Linked DNA regions of Hordeum vulgare: region 2 is linked to region 1. The links are chromatin contacts, called in public Hi-C maps. All regions are on one chromosome and are shown on one strand. Each heading gives the region's core, a stretch centred on a gene start, on an enhancer-like site or on the middle of the called end of the contact. The rest is flanking DNA. Distances are from core to core; before and after follow the strand shown.

Evidence for each region. Hi-C and Micro-C count contacts between places; a contact is called where the count stands out from the background.
Region 2: a contact with region 1 is called in a Hi-C map of seedling, with 6 times the contacts expected there. The contact joins the promoter of LOC123433416 here to the promoter of LOC123410215 in region 1. A contact is called at or near these places in 3 of 6 Hi-C or Micro-C datasets (leaf and seedling) and 1 of 1 datasets of contacts at active chromatin or transcription factors (embryo).

The regions. Positions count from the first base shown.
Region 1 is chr1H:315,975,522-315,978,221 of MorexV3_pseudomolecules_assembly, forward strand. LOC123410215 (benzyl alcohol O-benzoyltransferase-like) reads left to right here and starts at 1,298. Exons shown (of 2, transcript XM_045103124.1): 1 at 1,298-1,849; 2 at 1,956-2,700. The coding sequence starts at 1,403.
Region 2 is chr1H:316,151,770-316,154,469 of MorexV3_pseudomolecules_assembly, forward strand. It overlaps LOC123433416 (NAD-dependent malic enzyme 59 kDa isoform, mitochondrial), which reads left to right and starts at 1,389. Exons shown (of 19, transcript XM_045115454.1): 1 at 1,389-1,711; 2 at 1,816-1,912; 3 at 2,054-2,172; 4 at 2,290-2,457. The coding sequence starts at 1,559.

The DNA of each region.
Region 1 (2,700 bases), core at 48-2,547:
CTCTCTCATGACAATCGGACGACCGCCTGCTCCCACGACTCACAACCGGTGTTGCTCGTGGCTGACGTCCCTCGCCGTCCTTCCGTCACCACGGGTCACCATTGTGTTGCCGCCTCTCTCGACCATCACCCTAAACCTTTATGACCATCCCATTTCTTTGACGAGCTAGCACACCCTCACGCGTACCAATCAACCCGCTTCCTTGCCTCCACCGAGGATGTCGGAGCTTGCTATTGCTCACAACGTTGTTCACATCTCAAACGAGGTCTTAACTCGGTTTCATCAAGGTTACGCTCCTCGTCAAGTCCCCGTATTGGCCCTGATCTGCATTGTATTCTCTCTGAAATGAACTTAGAGGAGTTTGAAATTCACACAACTCACAAATAGTTCGTGCTAAAAAAATGTAGAAACATAACTCCGTTCTAATCACATGAAAATATGTGCTACACTGCACGACCATCACGAAAATCATACAAAAATACGCAAGATGTACTATACTTATACCTGGCCATACCTCGGGCCTCGCCGGGCTTCGGTCCGGGGCTGACAAAGCCCGTGACAAAAAACGCAGGACCGAGCCCAGCCTGGCACGCCCGTTGGGCCAGAATTTGAGGCCCAAGCCCATCCCGTGAGAGGAAAATCCCGTCGGGCCAGAATTTGAGGCCCAAGCCCGGTCCATGAGAGGAAAATTCCGTCGGGCCTCGGGCCGGGCCCTTCGCTAAATTACCAAAATGTCATGTCCAAGCCTGGCCTGGCCTGGTTGTCGGGTCTAGTTCTCAGGCCCATGCCCAGCCCATGGGTAAGATCAGATCGGGTCGGGTCAACTTTTCCCGGTCAGGTTGGGTGGGGCCGGCCGGGCTGGATATCCCATGGGCCATGGCCAGGTATGTCTACGCTACACAATCGCAAAGCTGAAGAAGTGTGGAAGAAGTACATCTATCTCTCTCCCATCTCTGTCTCACGATGTGAGCCATCCAATTTCCAAACAAACGGACCTGCTGTAGCCTGGAGTCTCGCTACCACACACATGGATCACGAATTCACGGCTCCTCACCTGAGCTCAAACCCTCGCACCATCCGACCCATCGTGTTGGCCCTGGTCAAGTCAGTCCCCGTTGCCCGTCCACACAGAATTATTATTGGCAACAAAAAGAATAGAGCGTCAGTAAACTGCTCCCTAATTTCGACCCAGTTGCTCACACATAGTAGGAGTATATCTCAAGGTCGCTGTCACTCTCACTGTGTAGCCGCGCGTGCATATATACCCGTGCTAATGCCACTCTTTCTCCACAAACCTAGCAGCAGCAGCAGCAAACACACCAGCTCGCCGCACGCACCATTGATCACCTTCTCTCGTCCTCCTTCTCCAGAACTAGTTGAGAATCATCGTGAGGCAGTGTTAATGGCGAGCACAGCGGCGTCGTTGAGGTTCACGGTGAGGAGGAAGGCGGCGGAGCTGGTGACGCCGGCGGGGCCGACGCCACGGGAGCTGAAGCGTCTCTCGGACATAGACGACCAGGACGGCCTGCGGTTCCACATCCCGGTAATCCAGTTCTACCGGCGCGACGCGTCCATGGGCGGCAAGGACCCCGCGGCGGTGGTCCGGGACGCCGTGGCCAGGGCGCTCGTGCACTACTACCCGTTCGCCGGCCGGCTGAGGGAGCTTGAGGGTCGCAAGCTCGCCGTCGACTGCACCGGCGAGGGCGTGCTGTTCATCGAGGCCGACGCCAACGTGCGTCTGGAGCACTTCGGCGACGCTCTGCAGCCGCCCTTCCCGGGACTCGAGGAGCTCGTCTTCGACGTCCCCGGCTCGTCCGAAGTCCTCGGCACCCCGCTCCTCCTCTTCCAGGTAACTTTGCCTTCCTTTCGTGGAACTGAAACACGAAGGCATGTTTCTGTGCACGTGCGAGCGTGATCGATGCATGGGCATGGCTGACCGTTGTTCGTACGTTCAGGTGACACGGCTGGCGTGTGGAGGCTTCATCCTGGCGGTGCGGCTTATGCACACGATGTCGGACGCGCAGGGGCTGGTGCAGTTCCTGGCCGGCGTGGCGGAGCTGGCGCGAGGCGCGGCGGCGCCGTCGGTGCGGCCTGTGTGGGATCGGGAGCTGCTGGAGGCGCGGAACCCGCCGTGCCCTGGGTTCGCGCACCGGGAGTACGACGAGGTGCCGGACACCAAGGGCACCATCGTGCCGCTCGACGACATGGCGCACCGCTCCTTCTTCTTCGGGGCCAAGGAGGTGGCCGCCATCCGGTCCCACCTGGCGCCGGGCCTCCGGAAGCGGGCCACCACGTTCGAGGTCCTCACTGGTAGTCTGTGGAAGTGCCGCACCGTGGCGCTGGCCCCCGACGCCGACGAGGTGATGCGGATGATCTGCATCGTCAACGCCCGCGGCGGCAAGCAGGGCGGCGCGAGCGCCATCCCGACCGGCTACTACGGGAACGCGTTCGCTTTCCCGGTGGCCGTGTCGGCCTCCGGCGACCTGTGCGCGAACCCGCTGAGCTACGCCGTGAAGCTGGTGAAGGAGGCCAAGTCGGAGGTGAACGTGGAGTACATGCGGTCGGTGGCGGACCTGATGGTGCAGCGCGAGCGGCCGCACTTCACGGTGGTGCGCGCGTACCTGGCCTCCGACGTGACCAAGGCCGGGTTCGGCGACCTGGACTTCGGGTGGGGCAGGCCGGTGTACGGCGGGCCGGCCA
Region 2 (2,700 bases), core at 139-2,638, 180 kb after region 1:
TCACAGAACCCCACTTTCATCAATAAATATTTCCTTTTATATTCGCAATATCCAGATTGCAATCTTAGTTTCTTTTGTTATTGCTGGTTGGCCCGGTTCAGCACATGCCACAAGAATCTTAAATGATAGCTTGGTCAGGTATGCACATAGGTTTCCTACACTCCTATGAGGTACTAATATTTATTGTTGAGCATTACATACCTGCCTTTACTTGCTTCTCAACAACCATGCAGAACAATGTTGGTTCTCTTTTTATAGGAAAATATTACTTCGTCGATTCCGGAAATCCAAACCATGGAGGATATCTTGCTCCTTATAAAGGTCAAATACACCATGTCCCAGAATTTCATAATGAAAGAAAACCGGTGAAAAAATATGAGGTGTATAATCATGCGCATTCTTCACTTAGAAATGTTGTTGAACGATCATTTGGAGTGCTCGAAGCTAAATGGGGCATCTTGAAGGGTACCCAATTTCAACTCTCGTAGGCAAAAAAGATTATTATTGCTTGTATGTCGTTGCACAGTTACATTCGTAAGACCAAGTTGCCCGACGAGGAATTTGACAAATATGATGAAGATGAGAATTATGTTCCTGATGAGGATTTAGGAGTAAAGCCTGATTTTAATTTACTTCGGCAAAAACAATCAAAACACGAAATTTAGCAACACTGAGAGTCCGAGGACAAAAAAAAGAAAGAAGGGCTGAAAGCGCAGTTCTAGGCGCTACTAGCGCAGATTTGGGGTCGGGTCGGCGGGGCCTTTCCGAATCGGCGCGCGAACGGTTCCGAACAGTTTCTCGCAAACGCATCTGATTCGTGTCAGCCCGGCACGCAGCCGCTCCGACCACCCATTCTCCTCGCCCTAGTAGTCTGGCGCAAACACGTCTTTGGTTGTTTCTTCTTACCCAAATACTACAGTACAATTATACAAACATCGGCGTAACACGTCGCACATTTGCGTGTGCGCGTGCATGCAAAGCAGAATAGCGTGCGCGTGCAAAGCGTCCGTGGGTTCGCTGGCCTAAATCCGTCGCAACTATAGCAAAGCTGCGGCGCTCGACATGCACATTCGCACCACCCCGGTTGACATCAAGCATCCCCGCCCCCGCAGAGAAAAATAAAGTTGACATGAGGCAGGCGCAAAGGAGAGAGATCCGCACCGCCACCGCGTGTGCTCAGCAAATTCCTCTTCTCGTTGCCCGAAAGTCGCGACAGCGCCTTCACTAGTAGAGCCGCGTCCCGCCCCGCGTCCGCTGCTCCGCGCGCGACCCTCACCGCCCCCGTAGCAGCAAAGCCAGCCAGCACGACCAGCTGGCGCGGCATCGCACGTCGCACCCGGGCCCTCCTGTCCTGTGTCCTCACCGCGAGTGCCCGCACCACGCGGCGACGACGCATTCCACTCCCCTTGAAATCTCCCTCTCTCTCTCTCTCTTTCTCGCTTCGCCTCCGAGAAGCTCGGTCTCACCTCACGCACCACCAACACAGTCTTCTCCCCGCCCCGATCACCGTACCGACCGACGGACCGCGAGCGGCGCCGCGGCTGACCCAGCGTACGTGATGTGGCGCCATGCGGCGGCCCGGCGGTCGGCGCAGATCCGGCGGCTCCTGTCCACGTCCGCCCCCTCGGCGGGCGCCGGCGCCGCCGTGCGCGGCCCCTGCATCGTGCACAAGCGCGGCACCGACATCCTCCACGACCCCTGGTACAACAAGGTACCCGCCCCCGCCCCGCCCCGCCTCGCCGCCCCTCCCTCGATCCCGCCATCCGCGCGCGCCTTGGCGGTTTCCGATTTCACTTCGATTTTCGTTTCGCGCAGGACACGGCGTTCCCCCTCACGGAGCGCGACCGCCTCGGCCTCCGGGGCCTGCTCCCGCCGCGGGTCATGTCCTTCGAGCAGCAGTACGAGCGCTTCAGTGAGTCGTCTAGCCCCCACACCCTCACTCGCACTGTCGCGTCATTGTATTGTTCACGCTAGCCCCACCGGCCGTATGTATCCCTCCCGAGATCACGCCTATCTTTTTGGTCGCTAATGTCGCGAGCGCTCCGTGTCGCAGTAAACTCGTACCATTCGCTGGAGCACAACACGCAGGGGGAGCCCGATTCCGTGGTCTCGCTGGCCAAGTGGAGGATCCTTAACAGGCTGCACGACCGGAACGAGACGTTGTACTACAGGGTGAACTCCCACTGTCACACTTCCCATTGGTTGGCATGCGCGTGTCTTTTTAGTCACCGCAAGGAGGTGTTTGATGTGTGTGTGTGTGTGTGGTGCTATGGTCTGTTTCTGCTGCAGGTGCTAATTGACAACATCAAGGATTTTGCGCCCATCATATACACCCCTACTGTGGGCTTGGTCTGCGAAAACTACAGCGGGCTGTTCAGGCGTCCCCGCGGGATGTACTTCAGTGCAAAGGATAAAGGGGAGATGATGTCGATGATTTACAACTGGCCAGCAGAGAAGGTACACTTGACTATTTCGGGAACTTGATTTATATATTTTTTGCTACCAATGTAGTTGGACACAGGAGGTTCAGGTTATTCCAGGTAGCGGTTTTATGAATGCAGTATAATATCAATATGGAAATTTTAGCTGGCGTCCTATCAATATCAATGGAACACTAATTTGTTCTCTAGTTGTTTACCCTTTTTTAAAAGCCAGTCTGTAGCTATATCCATCTGAATTGCTACACAATAATATTAGTGG